Regions from separate parts of the Mus musculus genome. Here regions 1, 3, 4 and 5 are each linked to region 2. Evidence: chromatin contacts called from public HiChIP or PLAC-seq and promoter capture Hi-C data. All regions are on one chromosome and are shown on one strand. Each heading gives the region's core, a stretch centred on a gene start, on an enhancer-like site or on the middle of the called end of the contact. The rest is flanking DNA. Distances are from core to core; before and after follow the strand shown. Region 1 overlaps Mbnl2 (muscleblind like splicing factor 2). Region 2 holds the start of Dnajc3 (DnaJ heat shock protein family (Hsp40) member C3). Region 3 holds the start of Ipo5 (importin 5). Region 4 overlaps Mbnl2 (muscleblind like splicing factor 2). Region 5 overlaps Mbnl2 (muscleblind like splicing factor 2).

Region 1 (5,531 bases), core at 771-3,270, 1.5 Mb after region 2:
CCCTCCGGGTGCTCTTCATCCCTTACCAAAGAGACAAGCACTTGAAAAAAGCAACGGGGCCAGCACGGTCTTCAACCCCAGCGTCTTGCACTACCAGCAGGCTCTGACCAGTGCGCAGCTGCAGCAGCACACGGCGTTCATCCCCACAGGTACGTGCTCTCCGTGTCTGTGTCCTGTGTCCTTCCAGTCACGTGCTTTCTTCTCATCTCTTTAAGCTGTTTGGTCAAGGCATCTAGTTTGCGTTTAGAAGGTGCGAATACAGCCTGGCCCACCACAGCCCTGGCTACCTAGACCTGTTGACCTTGCTTTGATAACTAAAGGTAGTTAGCATTCTAAAGTAAAGGGTTTGGTGGGATTTAGCTTGAGAGACAGGGAGCGGTTAAAGCTTTGGGTCTCTTCTATTTACGCAGGCCCCCAAAAATAGTTTATGCAAGCAAGATTTTTTTTATATGAGATAATTGAAATTTGTCCTTAACACTCAATGACCTAAAAATATAAATTCCAGTAAATACTAACCGTTTTTTCCCTGCTTCTGTTCAGAGCACTAAAAAGTCTAAGGCTACTCAAATGAAAGCAATCTTCTGCTCGTATTTTATATCCATTCTCTCTCTCTTCATCCTTCTCCACTCTCACCAAGTTCACAGCTATCTGGAGTGCTTGTCCTCCGTTCTAAGCCAATGAGTGATGAGAGGAGGGGCTACTGTCCCTTAGCCTACCAATCGCTGGAGACCGTCAGTTTACCACGTGGTCTCATGGGCAGAAGGGTCTTCATGAATTCCTCATCCAGTGGACTGTTTTACAAATGAGAAAACTGAGGCCCCCAGGATAATGAGAAGTGACTTTCCAAGGTGGCAGAGCTGACACAAACACCAGGTTCCAGTGCCCGGTTCCATTTACATAACATTACACCACCTCCACTGGCCCCAAAAGTCTACAGACTTTCCCCCAAACCAGATTAAAATGGGGTTTTGTTTTTGAAGTGGCATGAAAAATCCATTCAGGTAAAGAAAAACAATGTAACACCCATTCTAACTCGATTCCCCACCTCCCACCCCCCGCAATATTTTACCCAGTTCAGAGACTGCAGACACGGCCACATGCACACACACGCGCGCGCACGCACACACACACACACACACACACACACACACACACACACACTCACTCACTCGCACAGACATGGTCATCTTCACTTGACCAACTTTACCTTTTAGTCTCTGTTAGAAACAGGTGACTTTGAACCTTATTGGAAAGAACATCCACTGAGTTTTTCCAAGCCCATATTCCTTGTCCCATCACAACAAGGAGACACTATCATTAATCAATGTGATTAGATATGTTAATCTTAGAGTCCATACCTATGAGCATTAGGGTTGGAGTTTATTCTAGTAACAGCCTTTGTATAAAAACTATAAATGAATGGTAAACTATATGAATTAGTATTTTAAATGAATTAGTAACCAATAAATAATATATATATATATATTAATAGAAATGCACTGTCAGAAAGTTCATGAGTTCTCAATCTATATTAAAATACTTTCATATCTTACCCCACTGCAACCTTAATTAATGGCATTCCGTGCTGTCTTAGCTTAGCGTATTTATGATTGTAACACACCTGAAATAACATAATCACCAGAAGGTCAGCTCACCCTGAGGATCCTGTGTGGTTACTACAAGTGTCTCAGTGTAGACTTTGTGGCCATTATATACTTTAAGGGACAGAAAAAAGTGCTGAATGAGAAACTATGAAAGACAAGGTCTGTTTCTGAAGAGTGGGTAATACAGACGATACCGTCTCCTGGGAATTCCAGTGAGGCCCTTTACATCATGTGAATACCCCAATCCAGTATGGACTGGTTGACTAATTCATCAAAAGCGTCCCCACTCTAAGATTCTGTAGAGACGCCCTTAAGTGTTTGCAAAGCGAGGGTGAATAGCATAGCTTAAGCAATAGCTCAGTGCTGTGGATGGGTAATGGTAAACAGTCCCTGTTAGCTGGGCTGTGTCTGTCCGCCCTCTGGTGGATTCCCCTGGAACAGTTCAACTGTGTTGGCGACTTTCTGTAGCCTTTGGAAGCTTAAAGGTGGACTGTAGCCCGGTTAGTTCTGTGAATTACAAGTGCTTATAGCATATTTGCTATATGCTATAAAGATCACAGTGGATAACCATGTGAATTTTGTGTACTGGAGTGGTATTTGAACTTCCAACAAATTCACTACACTTCTCTGAAGTGATAGAAAATATTTTATTGAAATAATTTCAGCATAAGCTCTCACCCAATTACATTGACAGAAAAATCTCCATGATTGTGGTAGGCTTTCTTGTTTGTTTGCTTCAGGGAATCTTTCTTATAAACAATGTTTCCAACTTTATGTAAAAGGTGACAGCAATAGTAATTATTTACCCTGGTTGCTTTAAAACCTCTGCAGATCAGGTGATGACACTGTGTGGTGATTTTTAGCAGATGGTTAACCCACTATTTTCAATGAACATTTTTTTTAAATCTTTCTGTTACTGTTTTACATAAGCAGTTTTCATACATACAGATCAAAAGCATTTTTTGTGTGTGTCTTCTTGGACGGTTCCCTGCAGTGGAAGGCCATGCATAGCAAAACTTTTATATGTACTGAAATCCTCCCACTGACACAATATGAATTTGAATCTTAGGCAATCTGCCTCTAGGCTTTAAGATTTCAATGTAAGGCACAGGATATGGGATTATTCTCTACAACCATGGTGGGTGGAATTCTCCTCTCTTGCTTCTTTCTTTTTAAAAAAAACAAAAAAACAAAAAAAATTATAGAGGTTATTTTAACTAAGAAGTTTATACATTTCCCTTGCTATGATAGGAAGGTGGCAAAATCACCCATGGTCTCAGAAACAGCCGTGTGATAAATAGCTTTGGGCATCTCTGTGACAAGTTTATTCTGAATGACTCTTAAGTATTCTTGCACACACTGTCATTGTTCTTCAAGATGGCACAGTGCTGTCAGTGGCGAGAAGTTATTTGCATTTTGCAGATGGAAAAACTGAGGCTGTGTTTACACTACAAAACGGCATGCACACCACTAAGAATTACCCAACTAGTTCTGGCCCACAGAAGCTTGGGATGAAGTACTTGTGCAATGGAGGAAGGAAGCAAACGGCTGAGATGCTTACTTGTACAGAGCACCGGCATCCCGGTGAGACGTTGATCAGGTCAGAGAAAAGGCAGTGCAGAGTCCTTCCTTAAAATACTTCACTATGTTAGAAGTGCCTGTGGGAGGCTCTAGGCCAGACATTTCCGAGTAAAGAGAAACCATAAACGTTTCATAAAGTTTCTCACACACTTGTAAAAGGTCTGTTCACCCTCAGTGGAGACGTATGGACTCTATTTGGTGCACTGAGCATTCCTGAAGCATGTGCTATGGTCTGAGTTGCAGACATGCTATGAAAATATAAAGGGTCCCAGAGCTGGGTAAAAACCAGAGTCCACAGCATGAAGGATGAGCTGGGTGGAAGGGTGAGAGGCAAGGTGTTCATCTTCAGCAGATGCAGGCATGAACAATACAGAGCAGGGATATTTTCCAAAGCAGGAGAATTTGCTAACAACTTTAAAGGGGAGTAAGATTGCACCGTTAGGGGAAGAACATACTGGGCAGGTATGACAAGAGTAGGTTTGAAGAATAGAGCCCCAGTCCCTGTAGCAATAGTATACATTACTCGAAGGATCTGTGGGAAGACCAAAGGGTGCAGCTGGGTGAAAAGTGGAGAGGTGGCTTGGAAAGCAGAGCAGAACCAGGATCTGGCATGAAGAGAGCAATCCACCTGTCCTAAGCGCCATACGCCCCATGTTCAAATCACTCTTAGCCGGCACAGAGGGGCCCAGTGAAGTCACGTGGTCAAGCACTTCCCACATCCAAGACACAAGCCAGAGTGACACACTGCTCTCTGTGGCTGCAGGGACAGTTTCTGATGGTTGACACCCCTTGTGTATTTCACTAGTTTAACCCAGGAAGCCCTTGAGAAAACCTGTTCACTATAAAACACAGTAAGAATAAAGGGGGATTTTTCAGCAGTGACTTTGAAGCCTAACACAGTTAACTCTAAAGTGGAATATTTTACAAACTAGACCCTTTAATAATTTTCAGGAGTAAGTTCCCCCCCCACCAAAGTGCTTTTTACAGTCGGCTGGAACACTGACCTACAAACAGGGGTACCCCGAAGTGCCTTATGCATCTAGTTAAATGGGATCTCTGCCTTTTTGAGTCCACAGCAGAATGAGAAAGATGCTAAGCACTCATATAAATAGGTTAATAACATTTAGAGTAGTATAAATGAAAAGGCAAAGAGTTCAAATAATTAAAACGAAACAGAAACAGAAACTGACTTAGGTGATGGGGGATATGGGGAAACTAAGATGAGATGATTTTCTGAAGAAATGGCTCATACTTTGACACCTGAGGAAAGAAAGAAGTGGCTAAAGAGTATTCTAGATCAGGGGCAGAGGAGCCCAAAATTAGAGTAAAAGTCTAAAGTATTCAGTTGAAAGCAATGAAGGCCCATCCAGATGGACCTCGGTACCAGGGAGGAGTGCTGAGGTCGGGAGGCAGTCAGGGTCTGGGCTAGAAGGGCCTCCATCCTCAAAGCAGCAAAGCCTTCCCAGAAGCAAAGTGAGTGTGCCAGCAGAGTGGAGGCTGGAGCAGAGAGGAGCAGGAGGGCCCAATGGGATGCTATGGCAGAGCTGATAGTAGCAGTGTTGGGATGGGAACTTGCAGAGCAGCAGAAGTCATGGCTAGGCAGACAGGCCCTCGGCGGCTCAGAAGCAGCCACGTGCTGGCTCAGCGGGGAGACGGACCTGGGATGACCATGAGGAAACAGCGGCATCTTACAACAACGGAGGCTAAAGGTCACACAGCGATGGCATTGGTCACATGTTTCCCCATGCGCAGGAGACCAGACGGGAAAGAACACAGCTTAGCGTGTTCCGCCGGAGAGTCTCGTGGAGGAGAGGGGAGGTCAGGAGAATAGTTAGGTAGAGAGACTTTCAGCCTGGCACGGCACAAAACATGGAAGCCATGGAATCAGTGAGAGTTTGGGAATGGATGGCCTGAAACGCTCATAGAAGATCCACAGAGCAGGAAAAAAAAATTAAATAAAGAGGACCCAGGCAGGCTCTAGAAACTCCAGCATATATAAATATTAGAGAGAATTCAGAAGAAGCGTATAGAAGGGTGTGTGTGTGTGTGTGTGTGTGTGTGTGTGTGTGTTTGCGCTCATGTGCGTGTGCACGCACGTGCATGTGTACGTGTCTTAAGAAATCAAAGAAAGAAAGTGACTTAGTGTGCAAAGTGTAGGCAAGTGCCAAAATGTCCCGGAAACTGAGGATGAAGGTGTAACCGTGTTCTGTGGATCTGAGGGAGAATAGAACCAGCTAGAAGGGCATTGAAGGACTGATGGGCAGATGGGAGCAAGGGATTGAAAGCGTGACGCAGGGAACCTTCTATGTTTGTGAAAGTAGAGAGAGGGGGATGGAGGAAGAGAGC
Region 2 (5,589 bases), core at 445-2,944:
TATTTAACATAGCAAAGTTCTCCCAACATCCCTCAGTCCCTATGTGTTGCAGCTATGGCAGGCAAGTCCAGCCCTTTACTCAGAATTCTCCAGCTTTGGGGCTGGGCTTCCCTTCCTCCAGAGGCGCTTCCCTATATAACCCAGCCGTTTTGGCCAGCCATCTTTCTTTTTCTTTTTGGTAACCTTTGCCCTCTTGGCTGCTGCACCTGGTTCCCTTCCCCCTTTTCTCACACAGCTCAGGGCCATGTCCACTCTCCCAGATGTCTCTATCTCCCTTTTACCTACACCATACCTAAGAGCAGCCACGTCCTTTTTTTCATTCAAAAGTCATCATAATGTGTAAGTCCTTGTAAGCATGAAGTAACACTAAGGTATCAAAAGCTTTGAATAACAAACCCACGTTATTTAGCGATGTGTAAAACGTTGCTGCCATATAGTGTCTGTTCAAACAGAGCAGCTATGGGCGTAACCTACCTGATTAATTTAACGACAATCTTGTCCAAGTTCTTATGTCTTTGAATGAAATAGGCACAGTAAAGAAACCCAAATAGACACTTGGTGGGTGTATAAGAGAAAAGTTTATTCCAAACTAAGGTCATTGCTTGGGAAAGCAGAGGGCTAATACTGAAGACTGAGCAAGTAATGGGTAGGGACTTTGTTATGTAGGGTGAGCTAAAGGCACTGGAAGCATTTTAAGGATGCATCAATAGATACTTAGTCTAGGGCAGGAAATAGCCCCAGAAACCATTAAGCCAACCTAAAAAAAAAAGTGATTCTGGAAGTTTCTTTGGCGAGACTGAGAGGACTGCGGATTTTAAGAGAGCCACCCAGACCAACTGTGAGACTTGGTAGAATGGCTCTTGCATCTCTGATCCACTAGCAGACCTCAATAGTGTCAGGTCCCCCAAGAAATTCCTTTCCCCCAGGTAGGGCATCTAGACAAAAGCCAGCATTCCCTCGGGGTGGTGGTGGTGGTGAAGATAGTTCCTACTTGCTAAGTGGAGTTATTCTCCTATCTCTGGGAAAAGGGACATTTGGCTCTTCCATTAACTTATGACAGTGGGGTCTATTAGCCCGTCAAGGTCCCATATAACCCAGAAGATAAATCCCCACCATCACCCCAGCCCGCGCAGCGCTTCTCTCTGCTTTCCCGAGAGACAGCCTTCGCAGTTTGGAATAAACTTTTTTTTTCCCCTTTTCACCCACGGAGTGGCTATTTGGGTTTCTTCCCCCATTTCATTCAAGAAGTCCAGTCATCTCTCTCGGACGTCCCTGGAGACTTCCTGAGACTCTCTGGCCTTACCAGCCCAGGCGGCGGCGCCTTATCCCCCAACACTACCCGAAGGAATCTGGGCTCGCTCCAGGAACCCGCCGCCCCTGCCAAGCCAGCCCGCGAGGCCGGCCCAGAAGGGCTCTAGGGCCCGCGCATGCGGACTCGGCGGCCGCAGCCCGGCCTCCCCAGCCTCTTCCTCCTCGGCGCTCGGCGGCGGTTTGGAGCCCGCTGACAGCTCCACGACCAGCGGACGCAGCCTCGTCTTGTGCTTCCACGTTATCCTATCAGAGGCGGGGCGGGGCGCCAGCCCCCACAACCAATCAGCGCCAACCACGACCCGGGCGAGCTGGGCCGCTCTGTGGCCAGAAGGAAGGCGATTGGGCGGCGGCGGCGCCCGGGGCGTGGCTCCGCGGGCCCCGCCTACCGCTGTTTTCCGCCGCCGGGCGCCAGCCGCCGCTGAGGCCCGAGCGCTGACCGAGCGAGCGAGCGAGTGGACGGGGCGCTTCGCTGCGGGCTGTTGGCCGCGCGGGCTGCTGGGCCGCGCACCTTCCTGCTCTTCGGCTCAGGCGCCCTTGGACATGGTGGCCCCCGGCTCGGTGGGCAGCCGGCTGGGCGCGGTGTTCCCGTTCCTGCTGGTCCTGGTGGACCTGCAGTACGAAGGTGAGTCCCGCCCTGCTCCCGGGGCGGGCTTCGGGTCCCGGTCCCGGCTGGGAGCGGCGCTCCGGGGCGCGAGGCTGGGTCCGAGCCCGGTTCCGGTTCCGTGGGCTGAGAGGCGGGACTGGCGGGCCGCGCGCGCGAGGCCGGTTTCGGCGGCCTGGGCCAGCGCAGCCGGGAGTCCGGCGTCCGGGGGACCCTGGATCGGGGGTGCCGGGAGGAGGCGAAACGGCGGCATGCACGGGACGGGTCCCGGTTCCGGAGTGGCGGGCCAGGGCCCTTTCCGAAGCCAGTCCCATTCCCTCACGACCCCGCGTCGGGCGCGCAACTTAGGCTGGTGCCTGGAGAAGCCCACCTCTGGGCTCGGAGCTCCCGGCGCCTAACTTGCTGGGCTGGCTGTGGCTTCACAGTTCCCAGCAAGGCGACATTCAACTTTGTCCCCCCACTGACGTTACTTTTTCTAGTCATCGCAAAAAAAAAAAAAAAAAAAAGTCTCTTAAAAAAAAAAATAGGGAGCGCTTACGTTTCACCCTGGGCTCCAGACTGGAATGTTGGCTACTCCCAACAGAATAGCAAAAAATAGAGGCCTGTCCTATCTTGGGTGTCAGAGCGGGGAGGAGTTAGACATTGAAGCCCCAAATGCCCACTGAACTTCCCAACTTGGTTACGGTGCTGTAGTGACATCTGTCCTGGGCACTGCTCTGTACTCATTCCTGTAAGTCTGGGGATAGTTGTCATGGAAAGAGTAAACAGTTGAATATTCCATTTGGAGGGACTGAGGAACTGAAATTGGGAACAGTTTATGATGAAACCATCATAGAAGTCTATGCGGGTTTCTTTCTTTCTTTTTTTTAAAGACATATGCTTAGGTTTTTAACCATTAAAGGTATGGTTTTTGTTGGTTTTGGCTTCCTGATCACCATACGTTCTTTGAACCCCAAATCAGAATGTGTACTGTGGCAATATTGAGACCAATAATTTGATGTTGGAGCCAGCCTCAAAAGTGAGGGGATTGGAATTTGAAGGCCTGGACCACTTTAGTATGGGTCATATGTTCTAACTTTCTTTCATTTTCTAATTCTTTCCATCTGCATTGATTGTGCCCAGTTATCATTAGTGACTTATTTTAGTAACTTAAGGGAAAGTTGTCTATGCTCTACTTAGTGTCGATTTAACTTACTCTCCAGACATGGGAGTGCTTATTTTTGTTTGCCTTACCTCATCCAGGAGCTTGTAGATCAAGCACCTTATTCGAGTTTCTGTTCTTTGCAGGATTAGGACTTTTAGCATTTCATCTCTCTACTGTGGTATTTCTATAAGAAAACTCCGAGTTTTCCCGTCAGGAAAGCACCAGTGGCCTCTCTGAGGAGAAAGCCAGTGTTGCTTTTCCAGGAGTATTACCTGTGCAGAATGGCAGGTGATGGAGAAGGAAAGAGCATTTCTGTAAGCCAGCTCTTATTCCACAGAGATATGTGATAGTCTCTGTGTTACACATCTGGGAGCTGGTGTTCCAAGAGCTTAATGAAAATTTATCTTGGGACTGGAGAAATGGTTAGTGTGTTTGTTGGCCTTGCAGAAGACTGGAGTTGCATTCCTAGTACCAGATCAGGATGCAGTGAGTTAGTTGTAATTACTCACAACTCAGTCTTCTGGTTCCACAAGCACCCAAAGAGGGGTGTGTGTGTGGGTGGGGGGTGGGGAGAGAGGGAGAGAGGTGGGGTATGAGAGAATGAGAGAACACATGCACACACATGAGCCCTTGTGTGTGTGTACACAGAGTAAAGAAAATCTTTAAAAATAAAATTTACCTCTGTATGAAGGTGGGAACAGGAAATTGTACATAGCATTCACTTCAAGCATTTTAAAGTCGGACGGCCGAGCAAAATCAGCCTTTTAAGTTAGCAATAGAAAGTGACAGGGGGGGTGGTTTCCTGGCAGGCTCAGTGTAGTGGTCTTCCCAGGTGTGCTGGCTCATACCTGTGATTTCAGCAATCAAGAAGCTAAGGCAGGAGGATTATCATCAATTAAAGAGTGTTAGGCCACTCTGAGCTACTGTTTACTTTGTCTAAAAACAAACCCAAAACCAAAAGAAAACCCAAGACCAAACAACCCTCCCCTAAACAAAACAGAACAAAAACCAAAAATCCTCAAATACCAAAACCTGCTTTTCCTCCCAAAACAGTGGTTCTCCAGCTTGATTGTATACCAGAATCTCACATAGAATACTTGTAAGAGTTGGGCACACTTACAGAACGTCTGATTTAGTAGGTCTTGATGGAAAGTGAAATTTTCATTTCTGAGAGGATCCCAGATGACCACATTTTGAGAATCACTGGTGTAATAAAGTATCTGTAGGAATTGAATTAGAGGTTATGCTGTTTGTTAGAATTGGTGATGAGGTTATTAAGATACAGAGTAGCAAATTGTTAGCTTCTGTTTTCTTAAATGGCTTAGTTATATCTGGGTCCATTAGCCTCTGTCTTGAGGAGGCATGCAGGTCAGGTGCTGCCACACTGCACTTAAGGCTGCAGAGAGAAGACATAAGGGAGAGTTCTGTGAGAACAGGAAACGTGAAACACAGTTTCGTACTGTAGAGATGGAGTGGCACACCTCAGTGGCCTGCTTTTTTCCTGATTTAAACTGGGCTTTTCTGTTGTAATCCACAGGAGGGAAGCATATATCATTGGCTGACTCTTCAAATTTCCTTTCTGAGAGGTTTTGAAAGAAAGCTAGAGCAGGAGAAATAGAATTTTTGAGTAGAAAGAAAATTGTAGGGACTGGAGGTGGCCCTGTTAAGAGGCTGCCAGCATCGCACAAGCAGCTCCAGGGAGCCGAGGTGCCGGGGTGCCTTCTCTCTCACACTAGAGAGACACACGTGAGATCCAAGCAGAGGAAGACATCTTAGCACTCTCACATTACAAATAAGATTATTTCATTTTATTGCTAGTGGCTTGGTGAGTTGAGTATGAATACAGACAAAAAACATTTTGTTGTCTTAGTTTTCTTTTTCTCTTGACCTATATCACATTTCCTGTTCTCATAGAACTTTCCCTTATGTCTTCTCTCTCCAGCCATAAGTGCAGTGTGGCACCACCTGACCTGCATGTGTCCTCAAAACTAAGGTCAATGAACCCAGTTATAACTAACCACCACCCCACCCCCAGGGTCACACTGTGCAGCCTTGTCTGCCCTGGAACTCACTGTGTAGACCAGGCTGGCCTCTAACTCTGCCTCTGCTGGGATTAAAGGTGTGTGCCACCTTGGTAGACTGGGAACCAGTTTTTAAAATTTTTTTATTTTTTTATTTTTATTTTTTTAATAGTATGTATTTTAATAGCAAACTTACAGGAACAGCACAGAAGACAGACAACATTAAAAGCCCTTATTTGCATGAGGACATCTCAGAAAAGGATAGTGAGTGGTGGAATCTACTGGGTGCTAACAATGCTACAGACACTGTTTATTGCCACCAACAAGGAATTTAATTAATTTTTTAAAAAATCCAAATGCTGGCATTGTCCAGAAAATGTTAACATGTTTATTTATAATTGCTATGAAGTTGAAATGTGTTCACTGGAACAGTTTGCTTGCATTAATGCTTTCCATCTTGCATTTATATTAAAAATTCACACACAAATAAACATGGAAAAACGCCAATACCC
Region 3 (6,017 bases), core at 2,719-5,218, 2.0 Mb after region 2:
AAAACATGTATGTTATGTATGTCTGTGGGTACAAGGGCTGCCATAAACACACACTTAGAGGACAGAGGACAGCTTTGTGGGAAGGTGGTCTCCTTCTGCCTTCATGTGGCTTCCAAGAATTGAGCTCATTTGAGACAGAACCCCAGGTGACCTGAGACTCCAGCTCCTCCAGTTTCAGCGACCCCCACACGCAACTCTAAGGAGGCTTTTGGTCCTGGACTCTGCTTGGGTGACATCAGTGCAGTCCGTCGGCCTTCTTTGGGAGACTGTTTATATGATGTGTCTTTTTCCATTCTTTTCCATTCAACATATTTGCCTTCTAAGTAAAAACATTAATCTTAAAAATGAAATCCTTCTGCTAAGTGTATTTTTATTTCATGGTTGAAATGCAGCAAGGGGGACGGTATGTAAAGCCATTTGCCACATTTAAATAAAAACAGTCATCTCCAGAAAATGATTTTTCTTTAGCTCTTGACCAGTACTTGATTTAAAAAACACATGCACCAAGTAAGTGTGTGTGTGTGTGTACACACCACAGCAAATGTGTAGAAGTCAGAGGACAACTTGGACACAGTTCTTTTTCTAATGGGAGTCCTGGGGATCAAACTCAGGTCACCCTGAGTCCTGGGACTAATGGTTTGAACCACCAGCCACCAGGCTCAGCTGTAAATTTTTATCTTACAAGCTCAGAATTGACCTGATTGTCTTCTAAAGGTCTTCAATTCTGTTTATGTCAAGCCAGCAAGGAAAGGAAATTCCGAAGCAAGGAACACCGGTCAGAAAGCGCTGTGCCATGTCTCCAAATCCCTGAGAATCAAGTCAAAAACTGGGAGCGACAGAAAACACTGTAGGTAACTGATTCATATCCCTTTAAGTCAATACCTAGTTTAAATGACCAACTATACAGTGCAACTGTGTTAGCCCCTTATTTTATTCTTTAGCAAAGCACTATCCAATAGAAGTAAAATATGTGTTTTTACATGTTATTTTTGTTTCTAACTAGCCATACTTTAATAAGAGAAACAGCTAAAAATTTTAACTATGTTATATATAACATAGTTAATTTCATTAGTAGACTTTAACCCAATATACTCTTTCTACTTGTTGTCAATATAAAATGTTAATGTCTCATTGTCTTTAAAATTCTATGCACATTTTACATTTTTAAACTAAAAGCACATCTCCTTTTGAACGCATTGAGTCATCAATAGGCACACGCCTTTCATCCTAGCGCTTGGGGAGAAGGAGGAGGAGAGGCTCTGTGATTTCAAGCCCATCCAGAGGTAGACAGTGAGACCCACAAAACAATCGAAGGAAACAGAAACTAATAAAACAACTACTACTCCCATAGAGCTCTTGGTGCACAAACTTATGCTGAGGTGTTTATTGTTTAATAATCATCCATAAATATTTGTTTGTTGTTTTAGTCAAAGCCTCATGTAGCCCAGACTGCTCTCATCTTTATGCAGCCAAGGGAGAGCTTGATCTTGAATTCCTGATCATCCTGCTTCCACATCCTGAGTGCTGTGCTTACAGGCACGAATCTTCAGGCTTCCTCTTAGCAGTGCTGTCAAGCCCAGGACCTCATGCATGCTAGGGAAACACTCTACCACTCATCTACATCCCCCAACCCTGCATATATGCAATGTATAGATTCGGCTCTCAGCAGAGTCTGGGGAAAGGCACTGGGATAAACACTTGGAGTCGAGAGCCAGCCAAGATTTTTATAACAGAATCTGATTTGTGGGAAAATCTATAGTTTTAGCTACGACTATATATATTTGCAAGCCTCTAGGTAATTTGTCTTATTTCACTGTTACCTAGTTAATTAAAAATTGGTTACCCAGGCGCAGTGGCGTATGCCTTTAATCCCAGCATTTGTGAGGCAGAGGCAGGTGGATTTCTGAGTTCAAGGCCAGCCTGGTCTACAGAGTGAGTTCCAGCACAGCCAGGGCTACACAGAGAAACCATGTCTCGAAAAGCCAAAAATAAATAAATAAATAAATTTGTTAGTATGTAATTCCCCAATTTAAGAACTCTGAATGAGTAATTCATGTCCTACCCCTCTTTCTCTCTCTCTCTCATACACACACACACACACACACACACACACACACACACATCAAAATTAAAAAAAAAAAAAATCGACTCCAAACTAATGTCGGAAATGGTCTGACCTTGAAGAAAACAAATGTGGCCAAAGAATGAATTCAAGGTAGGAAATCAGTTCTACACAATAGCTTTGCTGGCCTCCTGTAGAGAAAGAATCCCGCCAGTGTGGCAGCTAATAGTAGAGGGGGTGACTTTCTCCACAAATCAACTAAATGCCACTGTAGAAACCGGGACTGGTTCCCACAATTCCACGTGATCCCAGGGCTTCTGGCCAGATTTTGCATGACCTGACCATGGATGATGTAAGACCAACCTTTAAAATCACCCAAGAGAAAATATTTAATACTTTCAAAATGCACAATTGCCAACAAGAAATAAAAAACTTCAACATAAATCCCATGAGCTGCTGAGCTGTAGTTACAGGCCTCAGGCTGTGGAAACCTATTCCTTAGGAAGTAGTCGAGTCCTTTTGACACAAGACATACATCCCCCTTTTCACCTGCTGTCATCCTCAACTTGGGCAATGCTTTGGACACACAGTAGGCTTTTAACTGAGTCTGGGCAAACAGGAGCTGGGATAAACTTGGGAGCTGAGAGCCAGTCAAGATTTTTACAACAGAATCTGAATTGTGGAGAAAGGTCTCCCCTCTATAGGTGTAGCTGCAACCCTGATTACGTTCTGCTTTTCTGGAGGCCAGCGCATCTATTTTGTAGAACTAGTTTCCAACTGGGGATGCTCTTTCATTCTTGGGCCACATTGTTTTTTTTTTTTTTTCAGTGTAGGACCATTTCATACATTATTTTTTTCTTTTGATATGAGCATTTGAGTCTGTGGACATTAGACATGATTCTGAATAGGACATGATTCTCAAAGTGTTTCAGTTTGAGCTCTGCTCTCTCCTGTTTAGGCAGTCCCAGATAGAAAGATGGGCCAACGCTGGTGTTTAAGCACTAGAGTTTAGGAGGTGAGAGGGAGGCAGCCTCTGGTCCCCTCCATGCTGGCACGCATCAACTATCAATGGATCGACCACGTTAGGGAGTGGCTCATGACTTCTCCCATCCTTAGAGAGCAAGGAAGCTCCAAACACCAGGATGGGTGGCAGTTCCCGGGTGGGGAGCGTGCGTGATTTGATCCGGGACGGAGAGGTGCAGGGGGGAAGAGTCCGTGATGAGCAACCCCTCTTCCGGGACAGTCCCTGGACGTGAGTCACAGGACAGAGGAGGGTAGGGACCGCCTGAGTCACAGGCTGAGGGGGACGACACGACACCACAGGGCCAGACAGATGGAGGGGTCTGCAGAGGCGGGTGTGTGTATGCGTGTGTGCTCGCTGCTGGGGGGATTGGGATGGGGTTAGGGAGGGGGGTCCCGGGGCCCCAAAGCCCTAAGGCGCGGCTACGCGGCGGGCGGCAGGGAAAGGGAGTCCAGCCAGCCCGCGGCGCCGAAATCTCCCGCGCTCAGGAGCTGGCCCCTCCTCCGGGCCCGGCCTCACGCCCCTCGCGGCGGCCCAGCCGGATCGGCTCCTCCCAACCCGCGCCCCGGGAACCCCAACCTCGTCCTAACAGCGGCCCTCTGGCCGCCACACACGCCCGCCAGCCCCGCCTCCCGGCGCGCGCTGGAGTGACGACACCGCAGGGTGCGTGACCAATCGGCGTGGCCCTCGAGGGGGGGCGGCCTCGGGCACGCCCCCCGCGCCGCGAGCCAATGGGACGCCGGCGTCGGCGGCCGCGGCCGGGTGAGAGGGCGCGAGGCCCCGCCCCGTCCTCCCTCGGCCCCCTCGGCCCCGCCCTTCTCGCCCGGCCCCTCATCCCCGCGCCGCCGCTGGTGCCGGTCGCCGCGCTGGGCCCGCCCCCAACCCTCCCGCCGGCCCGCCAGCGCGCCTCACAGCTCCCTCCTTCTCTCTCTCACGCCTAGCGCAATGGCGGCGGCCGCGGCGGAGCAGCAACAGTTCTACCTGCTCCTGGGAAACCTGCTCAGCCCCGACAATGTGGTCCGGAAACAGGCGGAGGTAAGCGAATCGGCGGCCCCGGCGCGCCGATCCTTCTCCTCCGCGGCCGGCCGGCTGGCCCTGGGCGCTCGTCGGCCGGCCGGCCGAGCGGCGCGGGTCGGCCCGGCTGGCGGACAGCGGCCCCGCAGCCCACGTGCGCGCCTCCCGCCCGGCCCCGGCCCTTCCGGCCCGTGCAGCGGCGGCGGCGCCGGTTGCCTCGCCGCCGACCCGCGCACACGTGCCACCGCGCCTGACGCGCCCCGCCCGCGGGCCCTGCACCCCAGCCCTGCTCTCCCTCCCCGCGTGGCCCGCCAGCCCTCGCGGGCGGCCAGACCCCGGCAGCTCCTGACCCGTCCCGCTTCCCCCACCACCCCAGCCGCTCCCTTCCCCATCCCAGCTCAGGGAGAACGCGTGTCCTGCCTGTCGCTGCCTTACGGCGTCTTTCCCCCGAGCCCCTTTCTGGTTTCTAAAAGGAACTGCACACGCCGGTCCCTTCAAGATCGTGTGAAGTTGCCTTTGAGGGATCCCTGCTTGACCACCTCGCTCTGCTCTTCTTCCTTCGAATCTTGTTTGATCTCTAGAGATTTGGGCTTATAAACGGGATATACTGGGGGCTGTGGCTGTCTAACTGGGCCAGTGCCATCTCTTTTTCATATAACACAGATCGTTCTCAATCAGTCTTAGATCAAGGGTTCCATTTCAGATACAGTTATAAGCCCATTTGCAAGCTAGCAATAATATTATTAGCTCACTAGAAGACGGAAGATACATTGTTAGTGTTGAAGCTCAGATTTTTGTGAGGTAATTTCTAGGAAAGTTGATACGTGGAGCTCCTTACGACCCATGGGTCTGAAGTTTTTTAGGAGACTCTGAGGATGTGTGAATAGCTTTACTTACAAAGCAAAGATGTCTTTTATATATAGCTAGTGACGTTGACATGTCTTGTACTTACCGACCTAAAGTTGGGAGCTGTCTTTTAAAACAGTTGCTAATTTCGCTTTGAGTAGAATGGATAATCTGGCCACACTTAGATTTTAGTAAGTAAAGAAGTTGGAGACTTAACTTCTGTGTGAAATGGTGCTTTAAACTATGTCCTTCTTAATGGTGCTTTTAATTTTGGGGGGAGGGGAGATAGCGATGTTTGGCTCTCTAGTTTACACAGGCCCTTCAAACCTGTGGCAGTCCCCCAGCCAAGTTTCCTGAGCGCACCAGTTCCCATGCCCGCCTTATTCAAGTAATATGCAGTGTATAGGGGGAAATTCAAAGGGTACAATTCTTAATCCACTCTCCACGTTTATTTCATGAGCCTTCCTTGAAAACGTATCTTTAAAAGCATTCGTGTATACATTATGTTACCTGGGTGGATTTATAGTATACATAGTTCTGCAAATTGAATTTTCCCTCAGTTTCTTTCACATTGTCACCCAGAAGACCATACATTATATAGATAGGTGCATCTCCCTGTGAGTGAGTAATCCGATACTTTTAGTGCGGTCCAAGAGTACTGCACATAGAAATAACGTGTATACTTGTCTGGACGAAGGTAGTATATGTATGTAAAAGTATGCGTAAAAGTAAACTTGCAACAGTTTCCACTTAGGATATGATGATGCCTAAACATTTTGATACTTTGTGCAAACTCGAGGTAATTTTTTTAAACCAAAGCAAGTTCTTAATCCCACCCTATAATAGAAATTTCCATGTGTTGCAGAGCAGAACTGCTTTGTAATTAGTAAGCTAGTTTAATTCTCCCCCTCCCCTCCAGTTGCTTAAGTCTATTGTCAAGCCTGGTGGGGAATCGCTCTTCTATTGAACTAAATACCAGTGTCCGGTTCAGCTTGAATTCCAATTTGGTGCCTGTTGTAAATCTTTTTATCTCTTACATCCCTTTAGGGATCGTTAGTAGCATTCAGCGCATTT
Region 4 (5,579 bases), core at 2,554-5,053, 1.4 Mb after region 2:
TGCCCCAAAACACTAAATTGAGATATCTGGGGTGGAGCCCAGGAGTCTACATTTATTGGAAGAATCCAGAGGTTTAGACACATTCTTCACTGACCTCCTAGCTCTCGTTCCTAGAGGCTGTTCAAGCTCCACATTCAAACACTGGCCTTGTTGCAGGATGGAAGCACAACTTTAGGCAACTTTGCTAATCTATTTGAACTTCAGTTTCCCCATCTTTCAAATAGGATGGGTTATCTACTTCTCTGATGAGTAGGATTAAATGTGATCACCTACATAAAAGGCATTTAAAACCCAATTTTAAAGATCATGTACATAATAGTTAAGATATATTTTTGGGGGTGGGTATACTCCTAACAGCCCTCCAAGCAGTCTAGGATGATCAGTGATTTCAACTCAAGCATTTTTGCAAGTTCAACTCTTGTTTTCCCTCACAAAGACCCCGTTGTTCTCTCAGCAGAACGCAGAAGGCCTTACATGATGCAAAAAGAATTTTATGCTAGGCTTTGGGGTATGTTTACATTTGGTGGAAATGGTGAGCCCCTGAAACATGCTATCTCGGACTAAAGGAGTCATTGTATTTCTAACATAGTTGAAATGTGGTTGCTTTTGGAAACAGGAGGGTCTATATCTGAAGGGTTTCACAATGTGCATGTGTGAAAATGGAGCACTTGAACAGTCTCCATAGTCGGCCATTCCTTGAGCTGTTTTGGCACAGATAAAACTAATTCTGTCTCCACTCAGCCTGTTTTTAGGTTGTTTAAGCAGATGGTAAGTAGACCATGTTAGGACCCAACTCCTGAATTTAAACTTTGGAGATGAATGAATGAGTGCAGGACTTTCTCTGGAGCTAAGAAAGTCTCTGGTGGCATCTGTCAGTCAGTCATTCTGGCACTCGAGCCCTGGAGGAAGGTCAATGGCTTTGTTGTCCAGAGAGAGAATAAGCAAGGGTGCTTGTTTCCAGGTGCTTCCTGGAACCAGACCCCACTTCCTTCCTGAATGTGGTGACCTAGTTGCCTGTGTTAGAAGAAGTCACTTCCACCCCCCATCAATAGCAGAGAGACTTTTGAAAGTTAGGTGTTGGCCGGAGCTCTGGGTCATACAATTTGGACCATGCACAAAGAACGAAGTGTGGTTAGAATCCATTCGATCAACGCACAGGGCGAAACAGGAGCAGAATAGTGGAAAAGAAACTCAAAAACAGAGGGAGTGAAAACAGAAGTGTATAATACCCTGGTACCTAAAATCTTTCCAGCTTTTACTTGAGAAAGGTTTTCAAAATATGTCCCAATCAAAATATAACTAACAGTTTTCAAATACATTCTGAATCATCTTCACAAAGCCCAGTCCCTCCCTTTAGAGAATATGGATTAAAATCTGTTTGTTTCATGTCCTGTTAGCATGGAAAGGAAGCATAAGAAAATGATCGACAGCCAATCAAGAAGTCAGAAATAACACCTACGGATCAACCCACAAATGCATAAGAGCATACATACACATGCACACGTGCACACATACATACACGCACATGTGTGTGTGTGTGTGTGTGTGTGTGTGTGTGTGTGCCAAAGACGGAGAAGCCTGACTGACTCTGTGTTAATCCCGGATAGGTGAATAGAGAAGTATTCATGTAAAATAGAAGACAGGAAGGCCAAGCTAAGGTAGGCAAGTTGGGTCTGACTGCAGCTGGAGTAGGCCTTGCTTGAGTTAAGTAGTATACCTGGAATAGACAGCCGTGCCAGAGAGTTGAATACATCCTCTATCAAAGGAAACTGCTCGAACAAAAGCCAATAGGAGGAAATGAGCTCCTACTGTGTACACACATGGAGTTCCTCCAAAAGGAGATTGCCTGCCTGGTTCTGCACTCTTCTGATGCCTTCCAAAGCTGCCAAGGAAAGGCTGGACCTGTACTCACAGACCAGAGATGGTGTCTCCCCAAACCTGGGCTTAGCTGCAAGGAAATGGGTGGGATTTTGAGCCAATCCACCTACATTCCCAGACTTCCCAGAACCATCAATTACAGACTGGCTCTTGGGAATACCAGGCACAGTTACTAAGGGTTTTCCTTTGCCGTTCCCTAGGCTGTGCATGTAGTGAGGAGTGGGTACGTGGATGCAGTAGTCTGCTCTCTTTATAGACTTTGCTCATTGCTTAGCGTCCCTCAGCCATTTCCATGCCCTCTGTTCAGGAGCCAGAGCTCTCTATTGAGGATCGAAACACCAGAGATGAGGCCCTGTGATTGGCTCAGGGAGGCTTCACTTTCAGGATCTTGGCTGGGCAGTAAGGGCACTAGCACTCCTGACCTCTGTAGAAACGCTGTGTTCACCAAGAGCATGTGATTTTGTAGGGCACAGTGTGAGGCCTGGCGCTGGTCCGCAACCACAGAGACTGGCCGTTTTCAGTCCTGGAGGATACCAGGGTGTAACAGAGGTGTAGGATTGTATGTTCCAGTGAACGTAATACGTGAATTACCTCGGTCTCTGGAGCCCTAAGGGTAGGGCTTGAAGACACCACAGAGCTTTAAAAGAGCTTAGATTGAGAAGGACTTATTTTTTTTTCCTGCTTTATGTTGCCTGATTGACAGTTTGAGTACAGTTAAGCTCGGATCTGTGGGGATGCTACTATAACTGGCTTGCATGGTGGAGTCATTTTCCACTGACATCATCCTCTGAAAGCTTCTGAGAGAGGGAAAATGAAAGCAGAGGAGGAGAGGGAGGTCGAGTGCCTTCCGTGGAGAACCCGCCATTTTGCCTGTTGACTCCACCCCCACCCCCAGGTTTGGCAGAAGCTCTGTGTTACTGACCCAGTCAGGTCCCCTCCCCTGAGTTCCCCAGGGGACTGTCTGCAGCTGTGGCCCATGAAATCCACGGACACTGCGTGTAGGGGTGAAAAACTGATTCAGTCACTATTGCTTGAATGCGCCAAATTCCAGTGCAGTTGAAATCCGGTGAATTTCCGTTTGCCCTGGAGGATAGAACAGTCTTGGTCCTTATTTTCTTATAAAATTCCATTTGATGGTTCTCAGCTAACAATCGTGAGGTGGGCAGACAGCCTGTGCCAGACGCAGTTCAGGGTGCTGGGCCACAGAGATGCCCTTGCCTGGTCTCAAGGTCCATCGGCGAATCTTCCAGCTGTAAACACGTAGCAGAACAGTCAACCTCAAGGAGATGAGGGCGAGGTTAGAGGGGACAGGGACCAGGGTAGGTGGCTGTGGTTGTTCTTCTGGGCAGCAGATCATAGGGCAGGTTGCTCTTTTTGAGAAGGGAGGTTTGACGGCTCTGCTGAAGAGCAGCAAGCAAAGAAACGGGGAGAAGGATATCATGATATGAGAGTCCTTCTAATTAACAAATTCCTTCTAATTGCTTGCTTCTGGGACGTATCAAGTCTCATCAATAAACTAAAACTAACGGGCAATTGAGCATTAAGCCATAAGCTTTGCTTTCTCCCCGCTTGCTTGCTTCCCTCTTTCAAGGGAGAGCCACACGAATTAAGAGTTAAATTTGCCAGCAAATAAGGTAAGGAGAAACAAGACTGCTTTATGCGCTGTGGACAGGGCTGGGAGTGGCCATGTTTACCTCTGGGACATATCTCTGCTCTCATTACTGTTCAGCAAGACTGGGGGGAAAGAACGCAGGGAACTTGGGCCTGGATCCTTGCTTGTTCCGCACGCACTGAGTCTTCCATAGCAGGGCAAAAACTTGCAGAGCAGCCCCATCCTTCCTTCCTTCCTCGTGGCCATGCTGCGAACAGGATTTTACTCTCCCCTCAAGCTAGAAATGTCTGAGAAGGGGGGAAAACAACAAAAACATCTCACATGGCATTGAATAATGGTGGTTTCAAAACTCCTCCTCGTTTAGTCTAATTTACAGGGTGAGGTCATACGACTGCCTGGAAAATTCCAACGTGATTTTTTTTTTATATTTAGTTTATTCACATAGTGCCGGACGTCAAAAAGTTTAAAAGCCGGCTCATAAAGTATTTGCAGTTCATGTTTTCTTGCATTTTAAACACCGTGACTTTTGTAGCTGTTCTGAGTAAATGCAGGCTACGGTAAGTCTGAAAACAATGAAATGAAGGGCAGGGGACAGAAATAGATCAGAGCTTGGTAGTGGATCAAAATGAGAGGACCTGAGGGAAACTGCATCTGACAGAAAGGTGTATTCTATTTGGGGTGACTACCCTAAGCCGTTGAAGGCTGCAGGAAACTTAGAAACTTGGCTTTTTCATGTATTTGGGGTGCTTTTGTGACTTTTGTTCTGCAGTGGAGACCAGCTGATAATGTGCCTTGTTTTCAGTGGCTTTGTAATCTCAATTTTCTGCCCCTCATATAATGGCCTGTTTGTTTTTGAGGCTAGTGCACGCTGGCCAAAGAATCAGACATTTGTTTCATGGTGCTTGTTTTGAAGAAATCAGTTCTGGGTACATCTTCACACTGCTCATAAAAATAGGGGCGTTTCGGGTGACCGGTGCCGTATAGGCTGGAGGAGGGTTATGTATATAAAGTAACACATGATAAGACTTTATTTCAATCCAATTACTGGAGAACCTGAGTTATACACCATTCATAAAGATATACAGTTTTATTAATTATGGTGACATACAGCACTTTGAGCTGGCCAAGGGTATCATATCTAAGGATGACCCTTAAGAAGCTCTTACTAATGAAGAGATAAGAATGATTTATAAGTGGTGTTAAGATATTTATACCTAATGAATGCTAATGAGATGGCTGGGAAGTTTAGTCATGTGAGTAGGGTAAATATTCACATGAGAATTATGCCTCCTTGACTTCATTTATTCACCAGGCAAGCTCCTTATATGTTTTAATTTCATAAGTGTTCAGAGGTAAACTTTGACCGAGTCTGGGGGCAGTTTCAACTCACATGGGAATTCTGATCACTTTCTGATGGCTGTCTGCCTGGAAATTTGTTGTGAGATGTTCTTTGATGCCAAGCCTAAGTTTGAAGGGGTAAAGAAGCTGGGATCACTTAGTGATGCCTGCCGGGAGGACCAGGTGGCATTCGTTCGTTTACTAACCTTGGCAATGGGTCATCTAAGCCGTTTTCAGGAATCATCTTCATTACCTGTGGAGTGGTAATGACTTATCTGTTATTGTTAACACTGTCTCTGGATGCTTTCAAGACCCAACAGATAGCGATATTTTTTTCTACAGGAGTGGTAGCTATTTAAGTATCTTAATTTACGTCTTCCTTGGAGAAGAACATTTGAGCTGAGTTTAGCTACATAGAATACATTTCTATTTTTACTTCCTCTTAGGAACAAAAATATTTTATAATTCTCTTTTGACTGTGTCTTGTTCTTTGTTTTCTTGTTTGTTTGTTTGTTTGTTTGTTTTAAGGTAGGACAGGACTGTGACTCTAAGATGGGTCCTGTGACATTGTGTTTTAGTGTGTCACATTAGATTCAAGTGTAATTATTATCTTAGTTTTTGAGGTAAAGTGAGGAAGCACTTATTTCCCTCCACTGAAATAAATTTGGAGATCAGACCAAGACCACAGAGTACCATCACCTTCTTTCATCTTGAAGCTAAACAATAGATAACATGTAAGACCAAAACATAT
Region 5 (5,716 bases), core at 3,158-5,657, 1.4 Mb after region 2:
TAGCCTTGAACTATCTCACACTTCAAGAACCAAGAACAGACAGTGTTAATTACACAGGGCCCTGCATTAGATAGAATCAATATGTACCCATGTTACCTCTGCATTTGAGTAAGAGTCAGCCCACCTGTTCCTGAAAGGGATTGAAGGGAACTTTTAAAGTTCAGCATCTTTTTTTTTTTTCTTCTTTGAACAACTAAGTAGAAAATTGACCCAAAGGACGAAAGAAACATATTACAGGTCACCTGAGATGAACTCATTATTGGATTTGAACTTTAGCTCTGAGTTTCCTGGCAGTTAAGGCAAAAAGAAAAACATGTGTGTATTGTCTGATAAAAATCAGTGTAATATGATTAGCTCTTGAGGAAAACACAGAGATAGGCTGAGCGCTCAGATGAGGTTACACTTTAGAATATACCAATTCAAAATGCATTAAGAGCCATGCAAAAATCCATACTCTAATCCAGTAATTCTACTTACACGGAAAGGAGGCGGGGTGGACCGTGTGTGTGTGAAAACGTTTGTTTCAGAATTGTTTGTGAAAGTGCAGAACTGAAGGAACCAGAACGGGGAAAACAGGCCTCAACTCCTCTGCGTTTGCTCAAGTACATGTAACGGAGACGTCGTAGTCAAGGCAGACACTGTAGCAACAGAGACAAACAAGGTTTATGGAGACCGGTGAAGAACTATCTGAAAAGCAAGACGTGGTGGCACACACCTTTAATCCCAGCACTTGGGAGGCAGAGGCAGGCAGATTTCTGAGTTCGAGGCCAGCCTGGTCTACAGAGTGAGTTCCAGGACAGCCAGGGCTACACAGAGAAAACCTGTCTCGAAAACAAGCAAGCAAACAAACAAACAAACAAAAAAAACCCCAAAAAACAAAAAAACAAAGAACCGTCAGAAGAGATCTGGGTTGCTCACTATAGTGCCAGCTGTGCAAGCTGGAGGATCTGGGTTCAAGTCCCACCACCCACACAACAAGCTGAGCATGCGGTCATATGACTGTAATCCAAACCTGAGGATACTTAGACGGGAGGACCCTTGGGGTTTGAGCTTACTGGACAGCTGGTCTTGGCCAATTGGTGAGTTTCAGGTTCAGAAAGAGTCTGTCTCAAAAGACATGGTGGAGAGTGAAGAGAAGCTCTCCTGGCTTCAGCCTCTGGCCTTTGCACTCTCATACACACATACACATGCGCGCGCACATGCACACAGATGCACACATGCATGCACGCACACACACACACATGCACACACACACACATGCACACACACACACATGCACACACACACACACACACATGCACATGCACACACACACACATGCACACACACACACATGCACACACACACACACGCACACACACGCACGCACATGCGCACACACACATGCACACATGGTAATTGTGACAGAACTGTCCTGTTCACGCTCAGCTTCTCTCCGCTTACCTTACTTCCCCATTTTTTGTAATGTTTATAGTTAAATGTAAGAAAATGAACCTGCGCACATATTTAAGCTTTCCATTTAAGGAATGCTTTACAGAATTATGTTTTTAATTGAAAACAAAGAGAAACATATTGGGAAGGCAAAACCAGGAAACTGAAATTATATTACCTGTAAAGTGCTGTTACTGAATTTCTTGAAATAGCTTTGAGTTTTGAGATGTCTTTCTACAACACAAAACCATGAGGATGGTTGGTTGACACGCTGGGGGCCCAGTGTTTGTTCTTGAGTTCACAGGAGTTGTTGAAGCAAGCATGGGGAGGGTCCAGTGGTCCTTGTCCTTAACTTGTTTCTGAGCCCCAACCCTGAATCAGGATCTTCAAAGGAACTTCGAAGTACCAGTAGTTCTCCTCGTGACTAAGCTACCCATTTGCCTCTTTCTGTGCAGCTCACCAACATGCTTCTCTGAAGCGAGGAAAGGGCCCTTCTATGCCTTCTACCCACTTGAAGGCAAACGGTTATGACCAATTATTCCCACATAGTGTTAGGCTGAAGCAATGTAACTTTTTGCACTTTCTAAAAAGTGCAAAAGAGGAACATTCTAGAAAAGACTTAGCCTAGGCAATAGCTTTAGAAGAGATGGCACATAAAGGGAAAGTTCTGGTGTGCTTGTCTAAAAGTGCCCCAGACGTGGGCAGAGTCCTTCCAAGCATGTGGAAACAGATCGCTGCCATACACAATAATAGAATGGGGGGCAGATGGCTTCCATTGTTGAATAAAAAGACGTTAATAAAATCCAGTATTCTCTCACGATCAAAACAAAGATGTGTCTCATCTACCTTCAGCACTTCTGAGTCTTCTGCTAATTCCATGGGCTCCTTGGGTCAAGGGCTCTGCTATTTCCGTCCACTGTGCTACCTTTGGCTGGTGACTGACAGATTTGTTTGCGCTGCATTTTTAATGCTTTCTGAGTTGCTCGCACTGCAACGAACCATGGTTCAGAGCAAATACGAAACACCACTGAGAAATGAGTCCACCGTGGGAAACCCTTGCAATGGCTCCTCTTCACATTGTCTGAATGGCGTGGGGTTTGTTCTGACCACAATCCATGAGTTTAGAATTCAATTGTCAGTAGGGAGATCACAACTAACATTCCAGTTTTGACATTTTTTTTGTTTATTGGTCTTTGAAATTTTTAAATTTATCTTTTACACATTGAGTTTTTTTCCCCTCTGCTTTCACCATCTCCAGAGGGGAACACGCCTTCTAGAAATCTCTGTGCACAATCAATGATTGTCTTAGGGTTTCACTGCTGTGAAGAGACACCACTGACCACGGCAAGTCTCATAAAGGAAAACGTTCCATTAGGGCTGGCTTACAGTGTCGGAGGTTCAGTCCATTAATTATCATGGCAGGAGGCACAGCAGCATGCAGTCAAGCTTGGTGCTGGGGGAGCCAAAAGTTCTGCATGTTGATCTGCAGGCAGCAGGAGATTGTGTACCACACAGGGCAGGGGCGTAGCTTGAGCATAGAAGACCTCAAACAAGACCACGCCTGTTCCAATAAGACCATGCCTCCTCATAGTCTCGCTTCCCACAGCTAAGCATTCAAACACATGAGTCTATAGGAACCATACCTATTCAAATGATTTCACTGGTGTCTGTATTCTGTGTATCTCACAGAAGAATTTACAGCTCTGGAAATTGTCACGTGGGTCTTTCCCAATAACTTTTGTTTATAACTGATCTTTGGTGGCCTGCGTGACGGTGTAGACCTGGTGGAAAACCACTATCCAATGGAGCAGCAGTGCTCAGTGGGAGGACTAACCAGAAACTCAGGAAGAAGCAAGTTCTAGAAACTTCCCAGGAGAAATTACGTAATTACATGTACACATGGCAAAAAGATACACAATATGTACTCACTGATAAGTGGATATTAGCCCAGAAACTTAGAATACCCAAGATATAAGATACAATTTGCTAAACACATGAAACTCAAGAATAACGAAGACCAAAGTGTGGACACTTTGCCCCTTCTTAGAATTGGGAACAAAACACCCATGGAAGGAGTTACAGAGACAAAGTTTGGAGCTGAGATGAAAGGATGGACCATCTAGAGACTGCCATATCCAGGGATCCATCCCGTAATCAGCCTCCAAACGCTGACACCATTGCATACACTAGCAAGATTTTGCTGAAAGGACCCAGATATAGCTGTCTCTTGTGAGACTAGGCCGGGGCCTAGCAAACACAGAAGTGGATGCTCACAGTCAGCTATTGGATGGATCACAGAGCCCCCAATGGAGGAGCTAGAGAAAGTAACCAAGGAGCTAAAGGGAACTGCAACCCTATAGGTGGAACAACATTATGAACTAACCAGTACCCCGGAGCTCTTGACTCTAGCTGCATATGTAGCAGAAGATGGCCTAGTCGGCCATCAATGGAAAGAGAGGCCCATTGGTTGTGCAAACTTTATATGCCTCAGTACAGGGGAACGCCAGGGCCAAGAAGTGGGAGTGGGTGGGGGACTTTTGGGATAGCATTGGAAATGTAAATGAAATAAATACCTAATTTTAAAAAAAGGAGGTAAATGCCCGAGCCTCAGGACTTTGGACCTGAAAGTAGACATCCTGGTCCGACCCACTTTTCAAGTGTGGTGGTTCCTGGTCAACCTTGTGCTTGCCAGGCTAGAGGCTCACCCCATGCGTTAGCTTAAAATGTAAAACCAGAAGCTGAATGATCAGTCTGAGTGCTAGACGGCAGTGCTCCGTGGCCCTGCCTTCTTTTCCTACCCATTTTTGTCCCCTTGGGGCTCATTCTCCTCTGCCTGGGGGACAGAGCAGGAAAAAAAAATGAAACTGGCAGTCTGATAATGGAGCCCAGCCAAAACTGAAAAGACAAAGGAACTTGAGGAGGGTTGGGGGTGTTGCTCAGTTCCGGAGAATGTTTGCCTTGCACATACAAAGCCCCAGGGTTCATACCCAGAGCTACACAGGGTGTGGTCTGCACACTTGTTTATACTTGTGTGGGGAATGGGGTAGAGGCGGGAGGATCAGAAGTTCAAGGTCATCTTCAGCAGCATAGATAGTTCAAGGCATGGAACCTAGAGTGAAAGAGGAGAAAGAACGGAATGCTTGGCAGAAGGATGAGATTGAGTGTTGGGCACGGGGGGGGGCTATTCTCCCCTGTGAGTGAGTGAGTTTCACACTGGGATGGTGGTGGTGATGTGCCCAGGCCTCTCCTCTGCTCTGTCATAGAGAAATTGAGACTGCCACGCAAATGGATTGGTTTAGTCCCTACCATGTAGCTCCCAGGAGTAGCTGTGGCAGTGACCTGGTCATTTCCCAGATGCTTGTATCTTAAGGCTGAGATGAGGCTTCTGGGAAGGCTGCTCCTCTCCAGGAGGGGACACAGAGGGGCCTGAGGGCTGGAAACAGGAAGCCCACTGCCTCTGAGCTCCTGGTATCTAAACCCTCCAGACTCTCTCAGCTCTGACCCCACTCTCCCATCACAAGGGCAGTGCTAAATGGAGTTCTGTATGAGATCAGCAGTATTTAGCGATTGCAAGTTTGACATAATGCACTTCCTCATAATTTATTAAAGTTGCTAATACATTTAAAAAAAATATGTGAGGGACATGGAAGCCTCTCCGTCATTCAGTGGAGTGCATTAACCCTCCATTGATTTTGCATCTCACCAGAGTGAAAGCCAAGATCTCCTGATGACGGGTGAGCCACACCCTCTGTGCACCTGACTCTTCTCACTCCTCAGATTCCATCGGCCCAGTGATGCGCCCTGGTGGCCAATCCAAGAACTCTGGGACCCTGCCTCCTGCACCTTTCGCATGGCCTAGGCCCATTCACATTGAGATCTTCCTTGGCCACAGCGTCCTAAAGCAAAACAATCTCCATTAACACCTTTTAGGCCTCTCACACTGCATTTCCTTAGCTGCCTTCCTTAACCATTTTCTACCTCATTTGTTGGAACAGAACATTTCTCAGAGTGTGAGCTCACCAATTCTGCTAGACTGAGTGGCCTGTAAGCCCCAGGGGTCCTCCTGCCTCTATCTCCCCAGCACTGGGATAACAGACATGCTCTACTGCACCTAACCTTGTGCGTGGGTGCTAGGATCTGCACTCAGGTACTCAAGTTTGTGCAACAAGCATTTTGCTGACTGAGACATCTCATTGGCCCCTCAATGTTTATTGTATTATTTGATCTTGTTGATTGTCTATCTTCCTGTTTTAAAATGTAAATTCCATGAAGACAAGACTCTTGA

What was found. Promoter capture Hi-C pulls out the DNA fragments that hold promoters and counts their contacts. HiChIP or PLAC-seq counts read pairs in DNA pulled down with a chosen protein or histone mark. Capture Hi-C pulls out chosen DNA fragments and counts their contacts.
Region 1: a contact with region 2 is called in a promoter capture Hi-C map of stem cell-derived epiblast-like cells, with 4 times the contacts expected there. The contact joins the enhancer-like site here to the promoter of Dnajc3 in region 2. A contact is called at or near these places in 5 of 39 promoter capture datasets (cranial neural crest, embryonic stem cells, hippocampal neurons and 2 more), 4 of 115 datasets of contacts at active chromatin or transcription factors (T-cell acute lymphoblastic leukemia, astrocytes, embryonic forebrain and 1 more) and 1 of 9 other capture datasets (macrophages).
Region 3: a contact with region 2 is called in a promoter capture Hi-C map of liver, with 2.5 times the contacts expected there. The contact joins the promoter of Ipo5 here to the promoter of Dnajc3 in region 2. A contact is called at or near these places in 4 of 39 promoter capture datasets (the C10 cell line, cranial neural crest, erythroid cells and 1 more), 2 of 484 Hi-C or Micro-C datasets (B cells and the G1E-ER4 cell line), 6 of 115 datasets of contacts at active chromatin or transcription factors (astrocytes, embryonic stem cells, fetal liver and 3 more) and 1 of 9 other capture datasets (liver).
Region 4: a contact with region 2 is called in an H3K4me3 HiChIP or PLAC-seq map of stem cell-derived neural progenitor cells, with 5 times the contacts expected there. The contact joins the enhancer-like site here to the promoter of Dnajc3 in region 2. A contact is called at or near these places in 7 of 39 promoter capture datasets (the C10 cell line, cranial neural crest, embryonic stem cells and 3 more), 1 of 484 Hi-C or Micro-C datasets (cerebral cortex), 6 of 115 datasets of contacts at active chromatin or transcription factors (astrocytes, cardiomyocytes, differentiating embryonic stem cells and 3 more) and 1 of 9 other capture datasets (embryonic stem cells).
Region 5: an H3K27ac HiChIP or PLAC-seq map of embryonic stem cells shows a contact between it and region 2, with 4 times the contacts expected there. The contact joins the enhancer-like site here to the promoter of Dnajc3 in region 2. A contact is called at or near these places in 2 of 39 promoter capture datasets (cranial neural crest and hippocampal neurons), 4 of 115 datasets of contacts at active chromatin or transcription factors (the SCID.adh cell line, astrocytes and embryonic stem cells) and 1 of 9 other capture datasets (macrophages).

The regions. Positions count from the first base shown.
Region 1 is chr14:120,396,456-120,401,986 of GRCm38.p6, forward strand. It overlaps Mbnl2 (muscleblind like splicing factor 2), which reads left to right. Exons shown (of 8, transcript NM_207515.2): 6 at 1-149. Among named protein-coding and RNA genes, the nearest start is that of Gm26679, 10 kb to the left of the region's middle. Within about 2 kb of position 2,021, at least 29 of the 459 cell types and tissues checked have an H3K27ac peak or open chromatin away from gene starts, as enhancers often do. A contact at or near this core is called in stem cell-derived epiblast-like cells, where this site is marked.
Region 2 is chr14:118,936,238-118,941,826 of GRCm38.p6, forward strand. Dnajc3 (DnaJ heat shock protein family (Hsp40) member C3) reads left to right here and starts at 1,695. Exons shown (of 12, transcript NM_008929.3): 1 at 1,695-1,933. The coding sequence starts at 1,852.
Region 3 is chr14:120,907,226-120,913,242 of GRCm38.p6, forward strand. Ipo5 (importin 5) reads left to right here and starts at 3,969. Exons shown (of 26, transcript NM_023579.4): 1 at 3,969-4,118. The coding sequence starts at 4,029.
Region 4 is chr14:120,293,693-120,299,271 of GRCm38.p6, forward strand. The region is part of intron 1 of Mbnl2 (muscleblind like splicing factor 2); the gene reads left to right. The region is part of intron 2 of Gm52122 (a long non-coding RNA gene); the gene reads right to left. Among named protein-coding and RNA genes, the nearest start is that of Mbnl2, 21 kb to the left of the region's middle. Within about 2 kb of position 3,804, at least 142 of the 459 cell types and tissues checked have an H3K27ac peak or open chromatin away from gene starts, as enhancers often do. A contact at or near this core is called in cardiomyocytes, extraembryonic endoderm stem cells, liver and 2 more, where this site is marked.
Region 5 is chr14:120,358,399-120,364,114 of GRCm38.p6, forward strand. The region is part of intron 2 of Mbnl2 (muscleblind like splicing factor 2); the gene reads left to right. Gm26679 (a long non-coding RNA gene) reads right to left here. Exons shown (of 3, transcript XR_003951152.1): 3 at 3,964-4,540. Among named protein-coding and RNA genes, the nearest start is that of Gm26679, 28 kb to the right of the region's middle. Within about 2 kb of position 4,408, at least 38 of the 459 cell types and tissues checked have an H3K27ac peak or open chromatin away from gene starts, as enhancers often do. A contact at or near this core is called in astrocytes, embryonic stem cells and macrophages, where this site is marked.